Linked DNA regions of Sus scrofa: regions 1 and 2 are each linked to region 3. The links are chromatin contacts, called in public Hi-C maps. All regions are on one chromosome and are shown on one strand. Each heading gives the region's core, a stretch centred on a gene start, on an enhancer-like site or on the middle of the called end of the contact. The rest is flanking DNA. Distances are from core to core; before and after follow the strand shown. Region 1 holds the start of SLC9A1 (solute carrier family 9 member A1). Region 2 overlaps LOC106507624 (a long non-coding RNA gene). Region 3 overlaps SLC9A1 (solute carrier family 9 member A1).

Evidence for each region. Hi-C and Micro-C count contacts between places; a contact is called where the count stands out from the background.
Region 1: a Hi-C map of mesenteric adipose tissue shows a contact between it and region 3, with 2.1 times the contacts expected there. The contact joins the promoter of SLC9A1 here to the enhancer-like site in region 3. A contact is called at or near these places in 2 of 5 promoter capture datasets (fetal liver and liver), 21 of 47 Hi-C or Micro-C datasets (alveolar macrophages, blood, brain and 9 more) and 1 of 2 datasets of contacts at active chromatin or transcription factors (skeletal muscle).
Region 2: a contact with region 3 is called in a Hi-C map of omental adipose tissue, with 1.7 times the contacts expected there. The contact joins two enhancer-like sites. A contact is called at or near these places in 2 of 5 promoter capture datasets (fetal skeletal muscle and liver), 27 of 47 Hi-C or Micro-C datasets (adipose tissue, alveolar macrophages, blood and 15 more) and 2 of 2 datasets of contacts at active chromatin or transcription factors (alveolar macrophages and skeletal muscle).

Annotation. Positions count from the first base shown.
Region 1 is chr6:84,423,928-84,427,809 of Sscrofa11.1, forward strand. It overlaps SLC9A1 (solute carrier family 9 member A1), which reads right to left and starts at 2,520. Exons shown (of 12, transcript NM_001007103.1): 1 at 1,941-2,520. The coding sequence starts at 2,292. All of the region lies in intron 2 of LOC110261121 (a long non-coding RNA gene), which reads left to right.
Region 2 is chr6:84,334,636-84,338,523 of Sscrofa11.1, forward strand. The region is part of intron 1 of LOC106507624 (a long non-coding RNA gene); the gene reads right to left. Among named protein-coding and RNA genes, the nearest start is that of FAM46B, 26 kb to the left of the region's middle. Within about 2 kb of position 2,381, at least 27 of the 83 cell types and tissues checked have an H3K27ac peak or open chromatin away from gene starts, as enhancers often do. A contact at or near this core is called in adipose tissue and omental adipose tissue, where this site is marked.
Region 3 is chr6:84,386,545-84,390,293 of Sscrofa11.1, forward strand. All of the region lies in intron 1 of SLC9A1 (solute carrier family 9 member A1), which reads right to left. Among named protein-coding and RNA genes, the nearest start is that of SLC9A1, 38 kb to the right of the region's middle. Within about 2 kb of position 2,182, at least 21 of the 83 cell types and tissues checked have an H3K27ac peak or open chromatin away from gene starts, as enhancers often do. A contact at or near this core is called in adipose tissue, mesenteric adipose tissue and omental adipose tissue, where this site is marked.

The sequences.
Region 1 (3,882 bases), core at 1,270-3,769, 38 kb after region 3:
TACTGACAAGTGGAAAGTCCTGACTGGCCCAAGGTCACAGAGGGAGGTGGGACAAGAGGCTAGTCTCCCAACTTCCAGATTGATGCCCCTGCCATGGCACCACCTCTGCTCTCCAGCTGCCCAGGGTCCCAGGCACAGGTTTTGGTGAGGAGAAAGCAGGTCAAGATTGACCCCCTTAGGATTAGAGATAATCAGGCCTGCAGGGACAACGGACTCTCCAGAGTTGGATCTTTGTGGCCACGCTGCCAACTCAGCAGAAGACACTGAGACCCACAATGTGTGCACTAGCCCCCAGTGCCCTAATACAGTGCCAGGTGGGGCTGGGGGGCGAGGGGCTGGAGAGAGGAGGGCAATTCATAAACAGTGCTTGCAAAGCCTCTTCCTGGTCTCCCATTGGCAAATGACACATCAGTGACTCCAGCTTCCTAAGGCAAATTAAGGCACAAGGTTGTATGATTCAATGATATGGTCAAATTTTAGAGATTCTTGCCAGTTTCACAGGTGGGCAAGACCTGCAGAAACAGCCCCCGGCTTGTTCAAGGTCATGTATTTGTTGGAATCAGTACACTCGGCTCCCCTTGCTTAGTCCTTGATTCTTCCAGGAAGCTAGATGCCATCTGGGGATAGGTGCTGGTGGCCCAGCTCCATGTACAGGCCTGCTACTGTCACAGAACCAAAGCCCCGTATCAGGAAGCCAGCTTCTGGCTCTGTCAAAACAGAGGCACCCGTGCCCTCCCGCAGCATGTCCCAGAACCTGTCTCATACCAGTCTGGCATTGCCACTCAGCTCCTGCGTGTCCTTGGGAAAGCTGCAAGGCTTCCTGCCAAGAGTCACAAACTCTCCAAACCAGCAGAGTCCCAGGCCCTCACGCCTTCCTCAGCTGGCTGGGGGCTGAAAAGGCAAAGGTGGCTTTCAAAGCCCCCTGGACACCCCTTCCAGGGAATTCTGGGCTGTGCAGGCTCTGGTGAGCTCCATCACCCAGCAGAACAGAGCGCTCAGACCTGGCAGGGAGATAATCCCCTGGAAGGGAAAAACTTTTCTGTTTCCTTCTCCCAAAAAGGCTTCAAAGTCTCTTCAGACCAGAACATCCGGAGCCCCTCCATCTGCCCCTCTCCCACTTGGTTGAGGGACAGGCAGGCCAACATGACTGGCCGGCCCAGACACCACCTAGAGACGCAGCTGGGTGCCAACCTGGAGGTGAGCTGGGGCCAGAACCTGGGTGCCAACCTGGAGGTGAGCTGGAGGGGTGAACCTCCCTCCCTCTCCCTCCACCCCCAAACCAGACTTCAGGCCCCCTGTCCCATAAACTGTAGAAGGAGTGGCATTCCAGGGCAGGAAACTGACTCAGGGGCTCCTGACCAGCCTGGGCAGGCAACGCTGACAGATAACATTGTGGGGATGAAGGAAGGTGGGAATATGGGGACGCCTCCTCTTCCACCACACCTGTAAGTCTCCAGCCCACAGGTCCCCCACTAAACTCACACTCCTTAGACAGACCCAGTAGAAATACACTCCATCCTGGAACACCCTCCCATGAAGCGTGTAATTGCACTGGTTGCTATTGACAGAGTAGACTGGGCCAGTTGCTGCAGACACTCCGGTCTCACACAGCTGGGTGCCTGGCTCCCCTCGGGGTATGGCCCAGCCAAAGGAGACTTGCCAGGCCTGGGAGCCTCACTGGAGGGACCTAGTATCAGGAGCACCCCTTCCTCCTCTCGCTCTCTTCCATGAACAATCCTGGCTCCCATTATAGGAGGCCTCAGACCACAAAGGCCACAGAGCTCAAGTTTGAGAAGGACCAAGATGGCAGGATGGAGGCTGCCCATGCGACAGGAGAAGTCCAGACCCTTATTCCTGGGCAGCCTCAGGCAGTAAGGATGGGGCAAGAAGCTCATCAGTCTGGTGGCAGCGGCAGAGGCATCGGGGCCAACTGGACTTACCTATCTTCATGAGGCAGGCCAGCAGGATCCAGAGGGAGATTTCGAAGGGTGTGCGCACGTGTGTGTAGTCGATGCCCAGGACGGGAAAGGCCTTCCGAGCTTTCATGCCGTGTTCAGTGACGGAATGGTTAACAGGGCGGCTCTCCGGGGCGAGCTCTGGTGGGGCGGTGGTGACATCCCCAATCGAGCGTTCCCGTGGTGGCTCTGAGCCTCTGATGGTGCTGGCAGTGGGGCTGGGCTGGAGGCCATGGCTTCTGAGAACAGGTAGCAGCCCCACTAAGGCTACCACCACAAGCAGCGAAGGGAAGATTCGAGGTGGAGAGAGGCCACAGATGCCAGACCACAGAAGCATCCTGCTGCGCCCCTCGAGCCTTAGCAAAGTGAGACCTGGGACATAGGCAGCGAGGAGTCTGCAAGGGGTGAGAGAGACCAGGGCGTCTCTAGGCAAAGTTCATGTTTTAGAGCTGTGTTTTTGTGGAAGCAGTCCTCTGGAGGTGGAGGAAGGTTGGCTTCACGACCTAGAACTCCAAACTGGGGAAAAGGGACAAGGACCCAGTTAGGATCATAGGAGGAGGCCAAAAGGTCTGGAACTCCAGGCCCGAGAAAGGGGTTTGGAGAGGAAGGGAGGGACTTCGCCCTAAGGACAGAGGAAGGGACAGGATAGGCTGAACCCCAGGCAAGGAAAAGGAAGCGGGAAGGCAGGGACCCTCGGCTGAGGAAAGTGACTGAGGAGCTGGGACTTGGCTAAGCGAAGGGGCAGGGAGCCTGAGCTAAAGGAAGAGGATGGAAGGGGGTGGGACCCGGTGCAGGAAAAGAAGAGGGGGCTGAGAGCCCAGGCTGCGAGGAAGGAGTGAAACCAGAAAGCGGCCGGGAGCTTCCCCACCCAGGGAAGGACCGGGGTGCAGGCGCGCCGGGCTGAGATTCCGGGGAAATGGAGGGAGGCGGAAGGCGGAGGCAGGCGGCCTGGCGAGAAGGCGCCTCGGCGCGGGCTGGGGGCGGCTCGCGGTGGGCCAGCAGCAAAACGCCCCTCCTTGCGGCCCCGGCTCGGCGCTGCGCCCCGGCCCAGCTGCAGCTCCTCAGCGTCCGGCTCCACTTCCAACACCGGCCCCAGCACCGGCAGCGGCTGACTGATGCCTCACTGAGCCCGGCGCTGCCACTTATAGGCACCAGCGAGCAGCCAGCGCAGCGGGCTAGAAGGACCTGTCGGCGCCCGCGCATTGCAGCGCCCTCTCTCGCCGAGGGAAGGAAGTATCCCGTCGAAAGAGCAGTGACAGTCAGAGATGGGCAAAAAAAAAAAAAAAAAAAAGAGTCCCAAATCTACAAAGATTCTAACTAACAAGGGTAAAATGCTTTACTATTTACAAAGTGCTTTCACATCCACAGTCGCATGGAGACTTCCCAATAATCTTGTGAGGGATGTATTATTACGGTATATATTTAGTTACAGTGTAACCTTGAGCAAGTTACTTAACCTCTCTGTTCCACAGCTTTCTCACGGGGAAGAGTGGAGATAACAGGAGTATCTCTATCTGCTAATGCTGCTGCGTATAGTATATGTGATGACTAAAGGTGATATTCTATGTAAACTGTTTAGAATGGAGCCCAGCGTGTAGAAGCACTATGATGGTTCCAGTTTTGTAGCTGAGGAAATAGGTGAAAGGAATTCCTTATGTAAACACTAGTTGTATTAGTTTGCTAGAGCTGCTGTAACAAAGTGCTGCAAACCGTGGTGGCTTAAAGAACAGGAATTCAGGTGTTCCCGTCATGGCAGGGCGGAAACGAATCCAACTAAGAACCATGAAGTTGCAGGTTCAATCCCTGGTCTTGCTCAGGATCCAGCGTTGCCATGAGCTGTGGTATAGGTTGCAGATGTGGCTTGGATCCCATGTTGCTGTGGCTATGGTGTAGGCCGGTGGCTACAGCTCCAATTAGACCCCTAGCC
Region 2 (3,888 bases), core at 1,131-3,630, 52 kb before region 3:
CTAAGCTGCAGCTGTGGCGGTGCTGACCCTTGACCTACTGTGCTGGGCTGAGGATCAAACCTTCATCCCAGCAGTCCCGTGACACTGCCAATCCCATTGCGCCACAGCAGGACCCCCCCCCAATTTTTTGTTTGTTTTTAGATTAGGAGTTCCTGCTGTAGCGCAGTGGGTTAAGAATCCAACCTCAGTGGTTTGGGAACCGCAGAGGCATAGGTTCAATCCCTGGCCGGCACAGTAGGTTAAAGGACCCTGCCTTGCTGCAGCTGTGGCTTGGATCCAATCTCTGGTCCAGGAATTCCATATACCGTGGGGCGGCCAAAAAAAAAAAAAAAAGGAAATTTATTTACTCATTCTTCCCCCCGCCCCTGTGGCATATGGAAGTTCCTGGGCCTGGGATTAAATCCAAGCCGCTACTGCAACATACGCTGTAGCTGCCACAATGAGAGATCCTTAACCTGCTGCTCCAGGCTGGGGATCCAACCAGCAATGCCACAGAGAAGAGCCAGATCATTAACCCAGGGTGCCACAGCAGAAACTCTCATTCATTCATTCATATATTTAATTTTATTGATGTATAGTTGAACCAAAAATATTTGAATTAAAGCTAAAAGGCTGGAGTTCCTGTTGTGGCTCAGTGGTAGTAAACCTGACTAGTATCCAGGAGGATGCGGGTTCGATCCCTGGCTTTGCTCAGTGGGTTAAGGATCCAGCGTTGTCATGAGCTGTGGTGTATGTCGCAGATCTGGCAGATCTGGCATTACTGCGGCTGCGGTGTAGGGCGGCAGTTACAGCTCCGATTTGACCCCTAGCCTGAGGACTTCCATATGCCATGGGTGCAGCTCTAAAAAGCAAAAAAAAGAATTGGCATGTTATTCCCATCAGTAGGAAGCTGCTAAGGGCTGTTTTTATACCATGGATATGGTCCTAAAAAAAAAAAAAAAAAAGCTGAAAGGCCCTAAGGCCAACCAGCTGCTAAGAGGCAGGACCGACTGCTTTGCTGCTCTCCTGTACAGAGAGAAGCTCTTCTGGTCCACTTAGTAGCTGCACAGCCTCAGGAAAACTCCTTCACCTCTCTCTGCCTCAGCTTCTGCCTCAGTTTCTTTCTGCATTTTTTTTTTCTTTTTAAGCCAACGCTGGATCCTTAACCCACTGAGTGAGGCCAGGGATCGAACCTGCATCCTCATATATACTAGTCGGATTCTTTTTTTTTTTTTTTTTTTTTTTTTGTCTTTTTGCCTTTTCTAGGGCTGCTCCCACAGCATATGGAGGTTCCCAGGCTAGGAGTCCAATCGGAGCTGTAGCCACTGGCCTAACGCCAGAGCCACAGCAATGCTAGATTGGAGCCGCGTCTGCAACCTACACCACAGCTCATGGCAACGCCGGATCCTTAACCCACTGAGCAAGGCCAGGGATCGAACCCACAACCACATGGTTCCTAGTCGGATTCTTTAACCACTGAGCCACGACGGGAACTCCACTAGTCGGATTCTTAACACGCTGGGCCGCAACAGGAACTCCTGTGACTGATTTGTAAAATGGTATTACGTATTACCTGCCTTTTAAGACTGTTTCAAGAATTAAATGTGGTAAAGACCTGAGAATGCTGAGCACAGAGTCTGGAATACAGTTAGTGCTCAATAAATGCAAAGGAGGCCTGGACATTTGGAGGAGGGCTGGCTTGGCTCCCTCTACTCTTAGACCTCTGGGCTCCCCTCAGCCTGAGTGGGCAGTTTCATGAATGGCCACGAGGTGGTGCCCGAATCCCAGTTATTTGGAAGTCATTCCGCCCACACCCCGCCCCTCCCTCCAACCCCGGAAGAAGCTGTTCAGGGAAGTAGGGACCAGAAAAACAGGTGGGCTCCTATGGCTTGGGATGCATCGGGGCTGGGATCTGAACATGGAGCCTCTTTCAGCCTCTCTCCCTTTTTCTTTTTTCTTTCTTTCCTTTTTTGCTTTTTTGGAGGGCCTCCCCCGTGGCAAATGGAAGTTTCGAGGCTAGGGATCAAATCGGAGTTATAGCTGCTGGCCACCGCCGCGGCCATAGCAACAAGGGATCTGAGCCGCATCTGTGACTTACACCACAGCACACGGCAATGCCGTATCTGTGCGAGGCCAGGGATCCCACATCCTCATGGATACTAGTCAGAGTCGTTTCTGCTGCACCACGACAGAAACTACCCCCTTTAAGTTTTTCTCTTGGGGTTTCCTTTTCGGTGTTCAGGTCCACGGTCCCCCACCCCCTTTTCTCTCAGCTCCCCAGAATTGAAGCCCAAGGCTTCTGCTAAATAGGCTCCACTCCTTGACGACCCATGATGGGTGCCCTGGCCCCGAGACCATTTTCCCTGCCCTGCTTCATTCAGGAACCAGGCCAGGATGTGGGGGTAGAAGGAAGACACTTAACTGAACACTTCCTGTGGGCTTGCAGGGTGGGGAGCCAGAGGAAATGACCCTGTTCCTGTTCGTCGTATTCCGAAGGTGGGGTGAGAATAGAAACTAGAAGAGGCAAAGGGAAAACATGCAGGAGTTACTTAAGATTTCCTTCCCATCTGTGTTTTCAGCACATAGGAAATATTATCCTCATTGTACAGATGTGGAAACTGAGGCCGAGAAGTGTTAGGTAACGTGCATGAATTGCCCTCCCAGGATCCAAAGCTCCCTCACCAGCAGTGGAGTGTGGTCCACATTAAGAACATTCATAAATTGGAGGAGTTCCTGTCGTGGCGCCGTTAAAAATAGCTAATGTAGGAGTTCTCATCCTGGCTCAGTGACTAACAAATCCGACTAGGAACCCTAAGGTTGTGGGTTCGATCCCTGGCCTGGATCAGTGGGTTAAGGATCTGACGTTGCTGTGAAGTGCGGTGTAGGTAGAAGATGTGGCTGGGATGTGGTGTGGCTGTGGCTATGGCGTAGGCCGGTGGCTACAGCTTCAATTAGACCCCTAGCCTGGGAACCTCCATATGCCGCAGGTGCAGCCCTAGAAAAGACAAAAGAAAAAAAAAAAAGAATATTCATAAATTGGAGTTTCTGTTGTGGCTCAGTGGTTAACAAACCCGACTAATATCCATGAGGATGCAGGTTTGATCGCTGGCCTTGCACGGTGGGTTAAGGATCTAGTGTTGCTGTGAGCTGCGGTGTATGCCACAGACGCAGCTCGGGGTCCTGTGTTGCTGTGGCGGTGGTGTAGGCCAGAGGCTGTAGCTCCAATTAGACCCCTAGCCTGGGAACTTCCATATACCGTGGGTATGGCCCTAAAAAGACGAAGGCCAAAAAAAAAAAAAAAAAAAAAAAAAAAGAGTGTTCATAAATTCCTCCAACAGCATCTGCCACGATCTGCACATCCAGTGAGAATCAGACCTGGTTCCTGCCCTGGGGAGCAGACAATCTGGAGGGGGAGGCTGGCAGAGAAGCACACAGGGCACTTTGTCCTGAAGTAAGTGTTGGGCACAGTGGGGACCCAGAGGATGCAGTTGCTGGTGTCACCTGAACAGGTTAGGGGCACGAAGGAAAGGAAGGTCTGAGAGACTTTGTAGATTCCTAGAGGACTAAGAATTTATTCTAGAAACTGCTGCTGTGGCGCAACAAGATTGGCTGCATTTCTACAACATCAGAATGTAGGCCTGATCCCCGGCCCGGCACAGTAGGTTAAAGGATCCTACTGCTGCAGCTATGGAGTAGGTTGTAGCTACAGCTCGGATCTGATCCCTGGCCCAGGAACTCCATATGTCAAGAAAAGAAGAAGAAAAAAATAATTTACTCCAGCATAATTTTCAAAAAGGTAAAATCATGGCCCTCATACAGATTTTTAAAAATGAACGTGTGTCAAAGATTTCCTTTAACTCTTTAATTGACAAGGAAATAGCAAGATGTTAAAAGTAGTTCAAATGAAAA
Region 3 (3,749 bases), core at 932-3,431:
TTCTCCTGTCATACAACTTCAATCCACAATCTTAAGGGCATGACCAACACCTGAACCGAAGTCATCTTTGCAGGCACAAGTTCAGGGAGGCAGACGTGAGCGCAAGACCAGGCCAAACAATCTAACAATTCTGTCGGAAGGAAGATAGCAAGTTCCCCCTCAAGCGGGTGTTTAAGCAGAAGGCAGATGATGGCTGCTGAAGAAGGGACACAAGAAATAGGAAGCACAGAGGAATCAAAGCATATCAGCGCAGGAAGGAACCTGGGGACCACACAGCCCAGATTTGCAAACAAGCAGAATGCACGCAACAACCTCCAATCCCAGACTCGCATGCTTTCCTGCTGAGCCCAGAGAGTGGCTCAGAAAGCCGACAGCAACCAGTTTTGCATGTGAGACAAAACTGATTTGCCACTCTGTTTCTAGCCTAATCCCACACACTTTTTTTTCCTTCTTCCTTTTTACTGCTACACCTGCAGCATATGGGAGCTCATGGCCTAGGGGTTGAAGTGGAGCTGCAGCTGCTGGCCTCTGCCGCGGGCACAGCAATGCTGCCAGATCAGAGCCACATCTTCAACCTACACCACAGCTTGCTGCCAGATCCTCATTATGTTGGGTTCTTAACCTGCTGAACCACAACGGGAACTCCTAATACCACCCACTTTAATGATGGGGTAACTGAAGCTCCGAAGGGAAAAAGGACTTGCTTAAGGTCACAGAGCAAATCAGTGGCAGAACTTGGACAGAACCCAGGTCTGGCCTCCCAGCTCCCATCAAACTCTGTGGCTCTATGAGTCAACCCCTCCTGCCTCCCCATTAAGGCATAAAATGGCCCTTTGCCTGAGACCAACCAACCACCCCCCCAAGCCAGGTCTTGACCAGCAGCAGCAGCAGGCTACTCTCTGCAGCGGGCCTCCTTGGGGCTCCAAACCCAGAGCTGCAGAGACAGCAAAAATCCCCTTTAAAGAGGGGGGAACTCCTAATACTTCTCAATTGTCATGTTTGGCCCCAAGCTCCCTATGGGTTTTGGGGTTGTTTTGGGTGGGGAAGTAAGTGGAGATGACCTGGGGTTCTAGCTGCATGCTGGGCACTTAACTCCTGGGGTCTGCTTGGTTAAGAGGGTCTGACACTTTGTCTCGCTCTCCCTACCTCCCTAACCTATAAGCTCTGTGCAGGCAGACTCCATATCTGTTTATGATTATACCCCCCGGGCCAAGGATACATACAACAGGAGCTCTACCAGTATCTACTGATTCAAAAATGCAAAGGGCTGGGCCAGGACCCACGTGATTCCCAATACCCTGTCTGGCCAGGCCTCTGCTCGCTTCACCTCTGAGATCAGTGGGAAGGAAGATGAACATCCCTCCTAGTGCCCAGAGCCCCTTCTGCTCTTAGCTACTGATCTAGGCAGTGCCAGTACAGCCACAATTCAATACTCAATACACCATCCAGGCCCAAGACCTTGTCACAGGGGGACAGGGTGTGTGTGGGGGTGTGGCTGTGTGTGTGTAACAAGTCAAGAGCAATACCATGAAGAATGTTCATTACTCCTAAAAGTGCTGGGGACCTGGCACATGTCATCTCTTTAGTCCTCACAACAATGTAATAGGTACTGTCCCCATTTTGCAGAAGAGAAAGCTGGGGCTCAGCGAGATTCAGTGTTTTCTGAGCCAGGCCAGGGCTGTGTGCTGGGGACACTGAGGTGGCTCAGGGTCAGAACCTCCGTCAGGAGCTCCTGGGAATGGCTATGCTTGCTCCAACCTTTGGACCTTCAGGCTACCAGGTCCCCATCACTAGGTGAAGAGACAGCTGACATTCCTATTTGACAGATGAAAACCTGGAGCCCAGAGGAGGTGGACGTGTCCAGGCACCCAGGGCAAGGTCCCAGGCCTCCAGACTCGGGGACAGTGCACTTTCTTCAAATGAGCCAGCCCCCAGAGTACCTGGTGCTGAAACTGTTTCCAGAGCTGATCCCCCCAGGTTTTCCCGTGTTGCCCTGCCTCTCAGGGAGCAGAAGGAACTCTGGGCCCTGGCAGGCAAGGGAATGGGAGCGTGGGCCAGGCTAGGAAGGGAGGTCTAGGATCTACCTTGGCACCTCGCCCACAGTGGGGAGGACGTTACTGGAAAGCAGCTCCCAGGGAAGGGGTGGATTCTGTCATCAGGCCCAGCGGCTCAGGGGAGGGGGAGGGCCTGCAGGCCTGCTCTGGCCTGTCCCTCTCCTAAAGCCCTGACTCTACCAATCGTCCCCACTCTGCATCTCTAAAGAGTCCCCTCAAAGCATGGACACTTGCTGACACTGAGAGAGATGAAGGGGGCACAGCTGGGCCTCTGGTCCCCTGACAGAGGCTCAGCATTGAGGCGAGACCCCAAGATGTTAAGAAAGGAGGCACAACTCCCAGGGCCCAAACATGCAGCACTGGTGATGTCACCAGGATGGAATCAGGGGTGGGGCGGAGGCAGTGAGGCTCAGATCCAGAGCCTCGAGAGCTGAAACATAGCTTGGAGATCATCCCGACCCTCCATCACAGTTAAAGAAACTGATGATCAAAGGGAAGCGGTGACCTGTCAATTGTCACGACCAGTCCCACCACGAGAACCCAGGAAGCCCCAAGTCCAGCAATCACTCCAGCCATGTGGCCTCCTGCTGGAGCACCCAGGCCTCCCAGAGCAAGGACTTGAGGAGACAGTGTGGAATTCAGCATCTCCCCGCCTCAGGGCAAACTGGCTGACACAGTTTAGGGCTGGCCTCCCTTTTAGGTGAAGAGGCTGGGGGAGAGGAGAGATGTTTCTCACTCCATCCAGTATAGGTGGCATTTGAGCAACTGGGGGCACTCGGGGAACACAGACACATACCACACTCACCCGCGCTTTCACTCTTCCCTACACAGACTCTCTCTGACACACACACAAACTGAAAAGACACTTGGCTAAACCACATTGACGCGGGGCCTCCGGTCCTCTGCAGCCTCTCTGCTCTTCACCCTGAGAACACTTTATTCCCATCTCCCCAGACTCCCCATCTGCTGAGTCTGTGCAGTAGAGCAGGCAAGCGAGGCTATCCCACGGCACCCTTGGTTGCCAGGGTGACCAGACACCCCTGATCCCACTTCCGGCATCTCTCCCCTGGCCTGGGCAGTCAGAGGGGAGTGCTGGGAGGAAGGGCCTCCTTGGCCCACCAATGCCAGGTCACCAAAGACCCAGGGGCACATGAGGGGCTCTGCGCCCTAGTTCCAGGCCTGAAGACTGCTCTGGGGCTGCAACTCGGCCAGGTCCCAAGGGATTCCCGGTAGCATGACGATTCCATTTCTCTAACTCCCTCTTCAACTGCCCCAGCAACCGGTCTCAACTACGGTAAAGAAAGGTAATACCTTCCGCCAAAAGCCTGGCACTGCACAGCTTACAGCAGGGTGCTAACACATTTGCAGCTCACCAAGCCCTGGGAGGTCACGATTACCACCCCCTCATTTTAGAGAGGAGGAAACTGAGGCATAGAGAGGTGAAGCAACTTGTTCAAAGTCAAGTGGCTGCTATCAGGTTCAAATCCAGGCAGTCTGGCCCCAGTCTGTGTTCTTAGCCACCTGCCACATTATCCCTGGTTTTATTCTTATTTTGCTTCTAAGAGAAGTCTCAGAACCCAGGACCAAAGAGTTCCAGAGTGGTTCCCAGAGGGCCAGAGGTGGTATTTCTTTCCACAAGCTCTTCTCCAAGGAAGTCTCACAGCTGCTCCTTTTCCACTCTGGAGGCCTAAGAAA